Regions from separate parts of the Rattus norvegicus genome. Here region 2 is linked to region 1. The links are chromatin contacts, called in public Hi-C maps. All regions are on one chromosome and are shown on one strand. The core of a region is the stretch at or near the end of the contact, and the rest is flanking DNA. Distances in the headings are between cores, read along the strand shown.

Region 1 (2,700 bases), core at 67-2,566:
TAAAGAAGCAAATCGGGCCTAGTCTTTCAGTCTGTCACACAACCTGTGCTTCTGTGACTTTTCTGTAATGTGAACACACTATATGTACCTGTCCATAGGGGTCTGTGTGAGTATCCGAGTGCCTGGAAGATGAAATCATTATTGATGATTCCACTAGACGAGTTCTAACTATTCAAGGTGTGTTTTGGACAAAACGATATAATTTGATTTCTTTGTAGGAAATCTTGCTGGCACTCCTTGGGAATGAACAGGGAAGGAAAATTGGTAGTGGGATCTTCTTCAGACTTCTGCACACTGTGGTGGTACAAAATATTGGCTGTGAAGTATTACATGACTAAATCCCAAAATCTGCCTGATACTGATGAAGGAGACAATCTTCCTCTAAGTCCCACATTTAGAGAGGACTGTTCTTCTGATCACTTCTGAGTCCATACTACGTTTTGGTTTGAGATGGGCCTTGCTATTTAGCCTGGTTGGCCTGATACTGGGCCTATGGATAAGGTTAGCTCCAATCTTTCTGCAATTCTGCCTCTGCCCTCCAGGCGCTGGATTACATGCCTGCACTACTATGACCCGATTTATTTCGTTTTGTCGTTTTCTTCCTGTTTTGTCTCACATTGTAACCCGCGCAAGTATGCGATATTCAACAATCAGTCCAGCTTTCCGAGTGCTGGAGGTTCTAAGAGTAAGATACCAAACTAAGCTCCTTACTACTACGGCTTAAGTACAGGCTTAAGTACAGAATATAAGATCAAGTGACGGGAGCTCTGAGGAGCTTCCATTCCAGGGCACATTTATGACTGAGGATGAGAAAAACAATGAACAAGAATGTTAACTTAGCCCAAATCTCTTGATTGTACATTAGTCTAATCAGTACTCGCTAATGTTTAACACACAACCCACCCCGTCTAAGTTTAATAATCATCGTCCATAAAGAAACTTGGGGAGCCCGTGGCTCATTCCCTGGGTTAGATGGGTTAAAGGGATGTTCGCGCTGAGACCCAGGCCCCCAGTATGACGACCCGCCCCGCCCCGCAGCCACGGCGAGCTAGGCGTCTGAGCTGACGTCTCGCTAGCCTGCCGGCAGCGGGCTGCTTCAGCTCGCACGCGCGAGGGCCTAAGCCGAGGCTGAGCGAGTAGCCCGGCAGCGGGTGCGGAACCCTTCAACACCGCGGACTGCGCGCGCCGGCGCCCCACGGCGGGCGACGGTTGCGGCCCCGCGTTGGGAGGACTTCCGGCGTGTGCCGGGGTGGCCGGATGACGTGGCTGAGTCAGAGGAAGAGGCTCGGAGGCCGGGGGGCGGGGGCGGCGCGGAGCGGGCGGTGACGGCGGCGGAGGCAGCGGCTGGGCCCGGGCCCCGTGCGTCTGTCCGCGCCCGGTGGATGTGAATCGGCGGCGGCGGCGGAGGAGTCGGTGGGCCGGCGCCCAGCCTGTGGGAGCGCGGAGAATGAGGCCGCTGCCGGGCGCTCCTGGCGTGGCGGCGGCCGCCGCGTTGTTGCTGCTGCTGTTGCCCCGGGCTCGGTCTGACGAGCACGAACACACGGTGAGGCGAAGCGAGCCGCGCGGCCGCCCCCGCCCCGCTCTCCCGCCGGCCGCCCCGCCAGGCCCGGCATGGTCTGAAGGCCCGGGGGGCCCGGTGCAGCCCCGCGGCCGCCCGAGCGCTCCTTCCGGTCGGGCATGGCGGGGCCGGATCCGCGGGAGCTGGGAGGAGGCATTTCCGAGCACTCGGGGCTGCCTGGGCCTTGCTCCCCGGCTCCGCCTCTCGGGGCTGGTGCCCTGGGGTCGGCCCGTAGCGGGCTCTGGACCGGGGAAACCGGACGCTGTGGGGCACTACACGGCGGAAGATGGATGCGTGGTGATCCAGGCGCTTGCCAACCAGGAAATACCCATCACTTCACGGCGGGCTCCGACTTCTCCCTACCCTTCTCCCTCTCGCCCGAACCGGATTTAAACCGTGGGGTGGGGACAGCTTTAGGGAAGCGGAGGTGTGAACAGCTTACACGCGGACAGGTCCTCACCCTTCAGGCACTTGGTCCCCAGCTCCCTTGTAACTTTCTCCGCGCTCCGCGAGTCCCCGGAGGACGCCCTGTCCGGGTGGTCGGCCCCCTAACTGGGGCAGCTCTGACCCCAGGGGGACCTTGAGTCACTCAGCCCTAAGGCCACACCCCCACTCACTTTTGCTTTTGGCCTGAAGTTGATTGGCCGTTTGTTTAATTGTATCTTCACATCAAAGCTTGCCTATTAACGACTTCTTGGAGTGACTTTCACCTAGAGCAGTAACGCTGTGGATTTTTCTTTTTTCTTTTTAAATTCAGAATGGTAGAGGCGGGGAAGTGAAGTGTGGAAAGTCAGGTAAACCTAGAAAATTGCTTGGGGAACGATTTTTTTTTTATTATTATGGTTTTTGCCCGAGTAGTCGTGTATTTACTAAAAATTGAAATATGTGGAGATCGTTTGGTTGTAGCTGATCGGTGACAAAACGAGAGCACTCTGCTTTAAGGGGCAGACTTTAGATTTTGTTTGTAGTGAACAAAACTTTGTTCTATGGCCTGGATTAGCTAATAAAAAACTCTAAGCTTGGCTGTTGTACCTTCAGTCACTGCCAGAATCTAATTTCATGTGTATGCAAGTTTTTTCAGAGAAACACTAAATTCAGTAACGTGTTTTTCTGAGACTTGTGATTTTTCACTTTAAGATAAT
Region 2 (2,700 bases), core at 119-2,618, 210 kb before region 1:
CACCCTTCCCCCCCCAACAGATATGTCTATTAAATCAGTGTCTGTTCTCCCCCTCGCACAACAAAGAGAACTTCTCACCGCATGAAATTGCCGCTGAATGGACACCAGAAAGCAGGATTTGCATAATTCCTTCCAACGAAACCCGGTCGGGAAAGAGGGGGACCCGGGGCCCAAGCGGACGGTCAGAATCTCCCAGGTCCGTCTGAGGAAGACCTGATTCCCTAGAACGCGCCCCATCAACATGGGGGGCTGGAATTCCGGGCCTCCCCGAGGACTGGGCGTGGGGGACAGAGGACGACGAGAGGGCATTTCCCCACACATCAGCCGCACCGAAGCAAAGACGGGGAAATAACAATGCTGGGGACATCAGAGTCAGACACAAGGATGGACAGAAGCTAGGGGGCGGCGGGTGGAGCAGACACCACACGGGCCACTTACTTTTTGGAGGGGGGTTAAATATGTGAGTTAAGCCCTTATGGTCCCGCCGGCCGCTGCACAGAGGGAAACGGGACCTTGGGAGAGAAAAACAGACAAAACACACAGTGTGAGAGGTGCAGCTCGCAGCCCGGCCCCTCCCGGGCGCCCCCGTCCACGCTCCCGCCGCCCGGGGAAGCGCGCCGGTCGCCGGTCGCCGGCCGCCAGGACTCAGCGGAGGGGACGAGGGTGACCCCCGCCCCGCTTCCCACCCCCGCCTCCCCGCCGCGCGCACGCCAAACACAAATCCGCACACACCGACCCGTGCGTCGAGGACTAACTCCCCAGCCGCCGCTGCCAGCAGAGGAAGTGCAGCCGCTGCCCCCCGCGGCCATGACACCCCACTTGGCTCGCTCAGGCGGACGCGGGGCCTGTGACAGCTCCGGCTCCCTCCGCCCCCATCTCCACCTCACGCCTCGCACACGCCCGAGCGCCGCCGCGCGTGCCCGCGGGCACGGGGGCGCGCCGCCGGCGTGGGGGAGGGGCGCGGGACGAGGGCAGGTGGGGGCGACCCCGTGCGTCCTGGCGCGCAGGCGGAGGTGGCGGCGACCACGGCGGCGGGCCCGGCGTCCACAATGCGCCCGCTGAGCAGAGGCCGCGCGTCCGAGCCCGCCCCGCAAGCCGAGGGGAGGGGCGCCGCGCCTCGGCAGCGCGCTCGCGCTCCGGGGGGTGGGGGAGGGGGCCGAGCCCGGGAGGGCGCGCGGGGCCGGAGCGCGGCGGACGCTGCCCTGTTCCCTCCCACGCACGAGCGGCCCGCAGCGCGGTGGCTCCGGCACCGGTGGAGAGCCTCACCTACACAGTGGATGAGCTTGTGGCGCCACGAGTCCAGTTCTTGCCGAAAGCCGCGTCTCTCAACGGAGCATTGCTGCCGCCTACACACCCTCGCCATCTTCTGCCGCCCGCCCGGCCCTGCCTCCGCCGCGGCCCCGCGCACGCCCAGCCGCGTCGCCCGGGGCCGCGCACGCACCCGTGGCCTAGGCGTCGCGCCTCCCGCCGGGGGCGGCGCGGGGGCAAGGCTGCGCTCACCTCCCCGTGGCCCCGGGGCGGCCCGCTCCTCCTCCCGCCCGCCCGGCGTCCCCGCGCACTAGCTCAGCGTCCCACGTTCCAGCAGCCCTGGGACAGCGCCTTCCTACGCCGGCGCCCGGTCCCCGTGCCGCCCTCGCTCTCCAGCGAGGCCCCGGCGGCCCCAGCCCTCCCCTGAGCTTTTGGGTTTTAAACTAGTCCCATCTATCACTTACTACCTGCCTATCGCCCAGCACCAACTGTTGCAAGTTCCGCAGCATTGCTTCTCGCAACTTCTGGGTCGAAACTGCCCCTCCCGGGGGCGCCTTGGAGGAGCAGAATGCCCGGATGCCCTTGGAGGCACTGAGCCCGGAGGTTTTCAAAGGTGAAGTGGATAATTCGGTTTTAAGTTATCGGAATACTTCTCCGGTATTCATAAGCCTCAATTTAAAAAAAAAAAGTAAAAAGAAATGGGTTCTAAGTCAAATAAAAAGCCTAGGGGGTCTCTGCAAGCAAGACTGATCATAGTTGAAAGTCTTAAGAGAGTTGAGGAAAAAAATGTGCTAATAGAAAATGAATTTCAAAGGACTATTTAAAGAAATGTTGGGAAATACCCCAGATCCGTAGTTCAGGAAAGAACTCAAACATTTTGATGAGAAAGGATTTCCAGGTGCCTTCTGTGATAATTAAACCACCTTCGCACTGGGAGCCATGTTTTATTTAAACATAACACTATTAATTACTTGATTTATTGAAAGAGAAAGGGGAAAGAACAAGGAGGAAATAGGAAATAAAAAAACGGAAATGACTACTTACCAATACAAGCTAGTCATCTACGACTTTGACCTCTTTCCCGCCCTTAGAATTTAAGGAGAGTGCATTCCTTCTAAATATTCAAATGCAAGTAACTATTTTTTTAGGTAAAACAAAATCATCACGACCTTCCACAGATGGGAGGTTCTGGGTGTGAAGGGAGGGCACTCTGGGGCATGGGAACTAGTGTAACTGCCCATTAAGAATGACTTGGTGGCTCTCTTGAATAAATTGGAGTAAAATTATGAGTAGCCAATTAGATTTCCACAATTCTCAGAAGCCCACACTGTTTCGTTGCTTTAAAATTACACTATCAGCCATGCATGATGGTGCACACCTGATGATGGTAACAGTTTGGAGGGCTGAGAGGCAGGACTGCAAATTCCAGGTCAGCCTGGGCGACATAATGAG

Evidence for each region. Hi-C and Micro-C count contacts between places; a contact is called where the count stands out from the background.
Region 2: a Hi-C map of liver shows a contact between it and region 1, with 2.8 times the contacts expected there. The contact joins the promoter of Lcor here to the promoter of Tm9sf3 in region 1. A contact is called at or near these places in 2 of 12 Hi-C or Micro-C datasets (frontal cortex and liver) and 1 of 1 datasets of contacts at active chromatin or transcription factors (oligodendrocytes).

What each region holds. Positions count from the first base shown.
Region 1 is chr1:250,032,863-250,035,562 of GRCr8, reverse strand. Tm9sf3 (transmembrane 9 superfamily member 3) reads left to right here and starts at 1,316. Exons shown (of 15, transcript NM_001427812.1): 1 at 1,316-1,543. The coding sequence starts at 1,448.
Region 2 is chr1:250,246,633-250,249,332 of GRCr8, reverse strand. Lcor (ligand dependent nuclear receptor corepressor) reads right to left here and starts at 1,368. Exons shown (of 8, transcript NM_001401972.1): 1 at 1,267-1,368; 2 at 439-512.